Linked DNA regions of Mus musculus: regions 1 and 2 are each linked to region 3. Evidence: chromatin contacts called from public HiChIP or PLAC-seq and Micro-C data. All regions are on one chromosome and are shown on one strand. Each heading gives the region's core, a stretch centred on a gene start, on an enhancer-like site or on the middle of the called end of the contact. The rest is flanking DNA. Distances are from core to core; before and after follow the strand shown. Region 1 has its middle 23 kb from the start of Gm46585. Region 2 overlaps Pde10a (phosphodiesterase 10A). Region 3 holds the start of Pde10a (phosphodiesterase 10A).

Region 1 (2,845 bases), core at 300-2,799, 43 kb before region 3:
GGCCCCGCTCTATTGGCACTTCGAAACCGCACAGACTCTCGGGGGCAGATGAGCAATGACTCCACAGAAGGCACCGTGGGCTCCTGCAACGCAACAGGTATGAACAGACCCATGACAACATCAACCCCAGGACCGTACTGCCAGCCCTTCCCTGTGTTCCTGTCATTATGAGCTGGAACCTCATGAGCAAAGTGTCCAGGATGATGCCCCGTAGCTTGGAAGGACATTGTTACCATACGATGTTAGCAAGGGACCGAATAGAGGGATGTGAACTCAATCAGATTTCTGAAGTTAGAGCAGACTCCTTGATAAAATGCAACCATCAAATTAGCAATTCAGCCCTGCAGCAGAGGCCACCCTTGATCACCAGCCAGCAGGAGCAGTGTGAGGATAATGCCCACTCTCTACAACTCTCATGGCTTTGTTGCTAACCAAGTATTGGCAAAATACTCCCAATCAATTTCATCTTTTCATAAAACCAGACTATTGGAACCTTGAAAGAAAGTTTCCAAAGTGCGGAAATGGCTATCTCTTTCTGTTCTAAGGTAGAGACCAAGGGACTCTCTGCTGTGTGGATTTTGTGTATGAGGGATGTGAAGTCATTCCATACAGAGAATTGATGATTGAAGAAAGATAATATGATCCCACCCAAGTCTAGCTCAGTGATCCAGTAAGTTATTGACGTTACGTAATAGAAGCATAGATGATCAAGGGCAGTTACATCCATGAAAAGCCCAGCCCAGCCCAGGCTTATGACTCAAAAACTTGGCATCCCTTGCGCTCCCTGTACAACTGGCAGGCAGCTCAGCCTGAGGGCCATCTCTCCTCTGTCTATTGCTTATTGCTTTGAGGGAGTGTATCATGTGAGTCTTTTAAATATCTACCCTTCCTTTGCCAGGAGGGAATGCTTCAATTCAGAGGAAATAACTGACAAATACAGAGCACCGACTTCAAAAAGTATGCGTGTGGTTAGGAAACCACTACACCTTCTTGACTCTCTCTTTGATGTGACTATGAAAAGTAGGTCTTTCACACGTGATCACAAAGGTCTCTGTTGAGCTGAGTGTGCTCCGTTGGTGCTGGTCACATTGGCTCCTTTGCTTGTAAATACCATTTTAGTGCCTTTCCTATATGATTGTTCCCAACAGGAGGCAGGGGACAATCCTTGCCCCAGCTCTGCTTTCCACCTGGGCCACACGACACCAAGGGAGAGTACGGTGCTGTATTCCAGAGACTGAGCAGTGCCCAGAAGAAAGAAGAGTTCACAAGAGGTCAGTGGCCAGTGCAGGAGAGCTCCAGGCAGGGATGGTCCCAGGTCTCTGGCTGGGTGGAGCCTGAGCACAGACCCAGGCTGATGCCTGGGAGAATATCCTGGCCACAGACAAATCAAGGCCAGAGGTCATTCTGCCTTAGCCACTTCCAAGGAGGTAAAGTGGCTAAGTCTTACCAGGTGAACAAGCATGGAGTGGAGATCACAGGGCCATGGATGTGGAGAGGAGCAATACATACCCTGCAGTCCACAGAGGACATGGGTGTTGGGGAAATATGTAGATTTGAGTCCAAAGCATGACGTAATGCGATGGGTTTGTGGTGGGGTAAACAGCTGGAGAGATTAGCACCCAAGAAAAAAATCCTTGGCAGCTCAGAGAGTGACTGCATTGGGAGAGACTGGTGTCCAGTGATCGTGAGAAGAAGGAGGAGAAGAAGGACGAGGAGGAGGAGGAGGAGGAGGAGGAGGAGGAGGAGGAGGAGGAGGAGGAGGAGGAGGAGGAGGAGAAATAGAGAGGAGAAGGGGTCCTTTGGGGTAGATTCTGCTTTGTGCTTCTGCCCTGGATGGTATTGTTACAGTGAAGAAGCTTAGAGTGGGAGGAGAGACAGTATGGCTGTGCATTGCGCATGCTGAGAGTGAAGGTCTTTCTGGCACTTATCCAAATAATGCCAAGAAGGCAGAGATAATACACAAGCTATCCTCTTTGCCTTGGCTTCCTAAAGGCTCCCAGAAATGACAGTCTTTGAAGGTTCCATTGTTGTTGCTGTTGGTTGCTGTTATTATTAAGGCAGTATCTTGGGGGAGGGGCTGTGAGTATGGAGTGTGAGGGGCTTGAACCCATGACATAACCAAGGCTTACCTTGAACTTCTGATCTTCCTGACTTGACCTTCTACGTGTTGGGATTACGGGTGTATAGCATCACTCTGTTTTATGCAGTGCTGGGTATGGGTCCTGTGTGTCATTTGTGCTAAGTAAGTATTCTACTGACTAAGCCACATCTTGATCTGTGGAACTTTAATGGAAGAAAGATATTAATAGCGTTGCTATGGAGTGTGAGGGGAAAGAGTCGGGTCTGTGCTCAGGCTCCACCCAGCCAGAGACCTGGGACCATCCCTGCCTGGAGCTCTCCTGCACTGGCCACTGACCTCTTGTGAATTCTCCTTTCTTCTGGGCACTGCTCAGTCTCTGGAATACAGCACCGTACTCTCCCTTGGTGTAGTGTGGCCCAGGTAGAAAGCAGAGCTGGGGCAAGGATTGTCCCCTGTCCCCTGTTGGGAACAATCCATATAGGAAAGGCACTAAAATGGTATTTAGTATTTTGTCTTTGATTTTTGGATCAGTTGGTTCTTTGGTTTCTGTCCTGGTCTAACTCCTAGCCTTAACTTTACAGAGTTAGGAACTAGACTTTCAGAAGTTATAAATTCATCAGAACATGAATTGTGACTGACAATTGTACAGATCCATGTCTAGGGACCAGGGCACTTGCCTGTGCTGCATGGGGCACTACCCAATGCTGAGACATCTAGGAAGCCAACACAAGTAGAGGTTGCTTAGTGGACACAGGATGGAGGAAC
Region 2 (2,700 bases), core at 169-2,668, 38 kb after region 3:
CCTCCCTCTGCAGGGCTGTGAGCCCAACAGGAACCTGAGGGCAGAGCTGAGGAAGCAGAAACTGACAGGGACTTCCAGCAAGGACTGGGTGAGCTGAAGGGCCACAGACGAGGTGCTGCTGTCACCGTGTGAGTAAAGCTAAGACATTCCCAGTAAAGTGTCAGTAATTCCAACCTCGCCAAGGCATGGTTACCCTAATACACAAGGTATTGCCCTGCTAAAAAGGGGGTTTAAAATAAAACTTGGAGAGTTTGATATTTATATCTTTTGACAAAGACTTCAGACTTGCAAATGCTTTATCATTTAAAATTACAAGGTGATTTTAACTTGTGCTTTTATCACAAGCCAGCCAGCTTTGCCTTTTGCTTCTGTTTGTCACACGTGTAAAAGTGCCAGCATTGTTTTGAGTACACTAGCACTAGAAACATCTGGCCCAGCAATCTAGTACCAGAAACATCTGGGGCAGCTTACTGAGATGACCAAATGGAAGGATGTTTCTAGAAAGCCGATAGATTTGCAGTAGGTAGTCTATCATTATCACGGGTAGTCCGCTTAGCAAATTTAACTCCGTTATCTGTAAAATAACAAATGGACTTAAGCTGTCTTAAACATGGATTTCTATAAATTTCATCCAATGGCTTTAATCCCTGGCTGAGATTTTAATTTTATTATATTCTTTGCAACGAGCAACTCCCAAGTTCCGAATTCCTTCTTTATATTTGATTGGGAGAGTCAATAAGCCTGCCTAGGAAGTTTTAAATATTTTCTCCATTTTAAGTCACTTAAGCAGTGATTCAAATATTTATGAGCTGACTGACTTTCATGCTGGAAGAACCTGCTAGATACTACCAATACTGCCCTACAGCAATGATGAGAATTAGAACAGCTCTTCTGTCCACAGGGGTCACAGGAAAGACGTAAGGAGAACCTTTCCTGGAAGAAGCTGAGTACAAAGCACAGGAGGCCAGTGGGAGCTGGTGGGGGAAGGGGAGGGCTTGGTGACGGAGGGGCTGTTTCTGGAGGCTGGACAAGCCAGAGAGTGGAGAAGTACTGTGAGGCAGGAGTCAGACAAGCCTGGCTTCCTGGAACCAGACAAAGTCAGCTCTGAACAGCGAAGGCTAAGAACAGAGAGCAGGGTAGCTGCAGTCCACCAGGGTACAGGAACAAATCACTGACAAGGAGCAGAGTGGAAACTGAGGCAGTAAGACCTGGTGAAGCACTGACAAGGAGCAGAGTCAGTGGGAACCGAGGCAGTAAGATACACCAATGCTCCTGGTCATATGTTCCCAGACAGGAGCCCTGACCCAGGCCAGCATCCTGAATTTCCAGGCCTGGGCCAGTGAATGAAGACGCAGGGTCAGGGAGGTTGGCTTGTAGAGCGCGGTGTTCAATTGGCTCCACCCCACTGTCTAAATGGCATTTTGCCCAAACAAACCGAAATCACAGGTTGACAGTTGTAATCGCTGGCTGTATCAAAGCCAAAGAGAGAAGTAAGGGCTAGTGTATAGCTTTAAAAAAAGATTTTGTTGCTTTTGCATCAGAAGAGGGCATTGGATACCCTGGGACTGGAATTAGAGACGATTACAAGCTGCTATCCAGATCTTGGAGACCAAACCTGGGCTTCTAAGCAGTAAGTATTTCACCACTGAGCCATCTCTCCAGCCCATGGAGTACAGTTAACTAAAATGCAGCTTTCTATCATTTGTGTTGCTGTTTGAAAGAGGAACTCAGTTAAGTACTATCATGTAAGATTTAAGTAACAACTTTGCATCTCCTTCATGATTTCATGGCTTCCCCTAAGTGTATAACAGGCATTAATTTTAAAATTATGGTGATTTTCTAAGTTGCACGTGTGAGTGTCCATTCATGCAAGTGTCCACGTGCACACCGCAGCATAGGAGGGGGTCAAAGGATACCTTTTGGGAGTTGGTTCTCTCTTTTCATCATGTGGACCCCAGACCTGAACTCATGTTGTCCAGGCTTAGTGGGAGGTACGTTTCCCCACAGAGCCATCTTGCTGGCCTCAAACAGGCATTTTAAAACTGCATTTGGGGGTGGAGAGATGGCTCATCGGTTAAGAGCACTGACTGCTCTTCCAGAGGTTCTGAGTTCAAATCCCAACAACCACATGGTGGCTCACAACCGTTTGTAATAAGATCTGTCTGATGCCTTCTTCTGGTGTGTCTGAAGACAGCTACAGTGTACTTATATATAAGAAATAAATAAATCTTTTTTAAAAACTGTTCCATTGGACCCTGGATTACCAAATAGAAGATTATTACATTTAAAAAAATCTCAAACATGCAAAAAGTATATAGTATAACTCTTCAAAAGCAGCTTCCGCGGAGAGCTCGAGATTCTGGTTCACCATGTGGTACAGAGGTAGAAGCAGTGCGAGCTTCATGTTCAATTTAAAACATACCTGTGGCACCGTGCAGAATTCCAAGTTAGTTCTACTTAAAAATAAGTTCTCTGGCAGGTATAGTGGTCCACCCCCTCAATCCCAGGACCTGGGAGGCAGAAGCAGGCAAATCTCTGTGAGTTCAAGGCCAGCTTGGTCTATGTGGTGAGATCCAGGTCAGTCAAGGCTACCTGGTGGGACTTTGTATTGAAACAAATAAAACCAAACAACAACAACAAAAGCCCATGCAAAGAAAACTGGGAAAAATAAAAATGATTCTAAACAAAGAAAAAAAGTTT
Region 3 (2,823 bases), core at 92-2,591:
CTTTAAAGTGGGTATTGGCAAGGCAGTCCCGGAAAGAACCGCCTTTTGAGACATTCTAATGGGAACTCTGCCTTGATTTTAAACTTGCTAAATGTCCAAATTTGAATCCCCCCCTCCAGGAGCTCTGACCAAAAGCCTTCTCTGTTGATACTGCGGGGCTGGAGAGAGGATTCCCTGGTTCAGGTCACCCGCCCACAGGCGGATGTGGTTTGCACACAGCTGGAACAGAGGCTAGGCTGTGGGTTTAGCATCTGGAACGCCAGATCCAGATGTGCCACCTCCAGGGAGACTAGCGGGCCAGGGGCACACACCACACGCAGAGTGCCAGGGTGCTGGGACCTGAGTTCCAGTGGACGCGCAACGTGGGCGCGGGCGGTGGCGGTTCGGGGAGCGCCTGCTCCGCCAGTGGGCGTCTTCTGCCGCCGCCACCACCGCCGCCTCCACGGGCAGCAGCACTGCGGCGCTTTTCTCCGCTGCTCTGGAGCAGCCGCCGCGGCTCAGGCGCCGGCCGGAGCTTGCACACACCACGCCACGCCCGCAGGCAGCGTCCCGGCAGCCTCGCCAGGCCGGGAAGGACGCGGATCGTGCGTACCAGCCCGCACCCCGGCGCAGCGATCGGGACTCGTCCCCCCGCCCGCGGTCCTATTGAATCCCAAAGGGAACACGATGTGAACCCCCGGGCCGGAGAGGCACCCTAGACCCGAGAGGCGGACCGGACCAGAGCCTGGGCAGCGTCGCGGGGAGGGCCGGTGCTGCGGGGGCGGAGCCCGCAGAGTCCGGGCCGCCGCGCCCTCCCGCCTGCCCCCCTTGCAAGCTGGGGAGGAGGGCCATGGCTAGCCCGGAGGAGCGGCTCGCTCCCCACCCCCAGGCCCCACTGCGGGAGTCTGGGGACGAGCCCGGCCGTGTCCAAGTCCCTCTGGAACCCCGGTGCGGCGCGGCCAGCGGGCGGAGTACAGTGGGCCTGAGCCTGGCCCGGGAGCTGCTTGGCTGCAGCCGGGAGGAGCTAGCGGCGCCCCCGCCCCTGTCCCGGTCCCTGTCTCCCGCAGGCCACGCCAGCCCCACTGGGGGCCCCAGCGCCCTCTCCGCTCTCCGTGCCGGAGGCTGTGGTTGGGTGGCGGCCCGTGCTCCCTGGGCGCTTGCCTTCTCCTCCCCTGTCCCCTCCTCCTCCTTTTCATCTTCCTGGTACTTCTGGCCGCCGCCCCCCCTCCCCCCTCCCCCTCTTGTCCCCTCCTCATCTGCCTTCCACCTCCCCGCGCGTCTCCCGAGAAGGGAGGGCGCAGCGGCGGCTGGAGGAGGAGGAGGCGGCGGCGGCGATGCTGGCGGCGGCGGCGGAGGAGGAGGACAAGAGGCAGCTCCCTTGAGCGTCCCCCCAGGCAGTAGTCACCGCAGCAGCGGTGGCAGCAGCGGTGGCAGCGGCGGGCGGCGGCGGCTCTTCCTCTCGCCTGCGATTCAAGGCTTGCTGCTCCCTGCCCGCGCCGGGCCCCGGCCATCTCCGCCGCCGCGGCTTCCCCTACACCCGGGTGCACGCCGCGCGGACTCCTCGGATTTTCCGGGCGCCGGCGGGGGCTGCCCTGGCCTCGGCCCCGGCTCTGCCGCCGGTGGCCGAACTCTTTGGCGGCCCCGAGGCGCCGCCTTCCCCCTTGCCACCGTTTGGCCGCTGCCCTTCGGCTCCGACATGGAAGATGGACCCTCTAACAATGCGAGTTGCTTCCGAAGGCTGACCGAGTGTTTCCTCAGCCCCAGTAAGTGGCCCGGCCCCACGTTCCCCGTGGCCGGGGTGGTTTTCTGGCTTGGTGGGGACAAATCGGGGGTTCAGATCGTGGGGTGGGGAGGGAGCTGCTACGGTAGTGGGTAGTCTGCAAGGTGTGTGTGTGTACCAGACCAATATTGGCCAGTGGGTCTCAGGAAGCTGGTGGCACCTCAGGGACGTTCGGGACCGCCCATCAGCGTAGGGACACCCGGCTTTCCCCAGCCCGGCGTGCGCACAGAGGAAGCGTGACCCGGAGGGTGTTGGAGCCGGACGTTTAGAAACTAACCTGCTTCCTAGAGCTGTCCCTGGCCACATTGACCCGACTCATGATTTAGACCATCAAGTTTGTCACCGATTACTCTACATTTCTCTCTAGCCTGTGATCACTTGACTGGAGTATATATGCTTCCTTCCACTGGGGGGGTCCTGGGGATCTAAACCGCTGGATTCCTGACGCAGCCATGGGGATAGGCAAGGCTCAGGAAGCCCAGGATTCCAAATGTGAAGGAGGGCTGTGCCCGAGCCTGCAGTGACTGTGTTCTGGCGCGCGGACCAGTGGTATGGAGCTGGGTGCACCCACCCTCATGAAAAGGACGCAGCACTTTCCCCCCGCCCCCCAGCCCACCTCACGCAGATTCTGGGGAGCTGGTGCAAGGGTGGGTGAAGAAAGCCAAGGAACAATGGGGCGTTAGCATAGAAGAAAAAGGCACCTCTGGTTCCTTCGGACCCGCGGGACAACTGTAGCATGACCTTTCTGACCTGCCCCTCCCGGGTGCAGGTCTGCAAGCCTTCTGGGGCAGGGGCAACAGAGGGCGTGTCATAGGGGGAGGGGGACAAGATTGAGCAAAGAAGTCAAAAGCAGCTTCACTGGAAGGAAGGAAGGAAGGAGGCAGGCAGGCAGGCAGACGATGTTTAGGAAAGAAGCTCCAGACGCGCAGAGGAGGGAGTCGCTGCTGTTGTGGATGGAGGGTGAGCAGGGTGAGGACCAGAACACCGGGGCGGGAAAGGGACCAGGCGGGACCTGGTGGGAGAGTCTGTGCTCTGAGAGGGCACATCCGTGGGAAATTGTGAGA

Evidence for each region. A called contact is a pair of places that touch in the nucleus more often than the background predicts. HiChIP or PLAC-seq counts read pairs in DNA pulled down with a chosen protein or histone mark.
Region 1: a Micro-C map of muscle stem cells shows a contact between it and region 3, with 4 times the contacts expected there. The contact joins the enhancer-like site here to the promoter of Pde10a in region 3. A contact is called at or near these places in 1 of 39 promoter capture datasets (the C10 cell line), 1 of 15 datasets of contacts at CTCF or cohesin (the NIH/3T3 cell line), 17 of 484 Hi-C or Micro-C datasets (the BV-2 cell line, the C10 cell line, the C2C12 cell line and 11 more), 6 of 115 datasets of contacts at active chromatin or transcription factors (the 230-238 cell line, bone marrow-derived macrophages, embryonic stem cells and 2 more) and 3 of 9 other capture datasets (adipose tissue, liver and pancreatic islet).
Region 2: a contact with region 3 is called in an H3K27ac HiChIP or PLAC-seq map of microglia, with 5 times the contacts expected there. The contact joins the enhancer-like site here to the promoter of Pde10a in region 3. A contact is called at or near these places in 4 of 484 Hi-C or Micro-C datasets (LSK cells, hemogenic endothelial cells, nephron progenitors and 1 more), 3 of 115 datasets of contacts at active chromatin or transcription factors (embryonic stem cells and microglia) and 2 of 9 other capture datasets (adipose tissue and pancreatic islet).

The regions. Positions count from the first base shown.
Region 1 is chr17:8,756,997-8,759,841 of GRCm38.p6, forward strand. It overlaps a transcript of Pde10a not described here. Among named protein-coding and RNA genes, the nearest start is that of Gm46585, 23 kb to the left of the region's middle. Within about 2 kb of position 1,550, at least 14 of the 459 cell types and tissues checked have an H3K27ac peak or open chromatin away from gene starts, as enhancers often do. A contact at or near this core is called in the C2C12 cell line and muscle stem cells, where this site is marked.
Region 2 is chr17:8,838,418-8,841,117 of GRCm38.p6, forward strand. The region is part of intron 1 of Pde10a (phosphodiesterase 10A); the gene reads left to right. Among named protein-coding and RNA genes, the nearest start is that of Gm34321, 19 kb to the left of the region's middle. Within about 2 kb of position 1,419, at least 6 of the 459 cell types and tissues checked have an H3K27ac peak or open chromatin away from gene starts, as enhancers often do. A contact at or near this core is called in microglia, where this site is marked.
Region 3 is chr17:8,800,404-8,803,226 of GRCm38.p6, forward strand. It overlaps Pde10a (phosphodiesterase 10A), which reads left to right and starts at 1,342. Exons shown (of 22, transcript NM_011866.2): 1 at 1,342-1,742. The coding sequence starts at 1,676.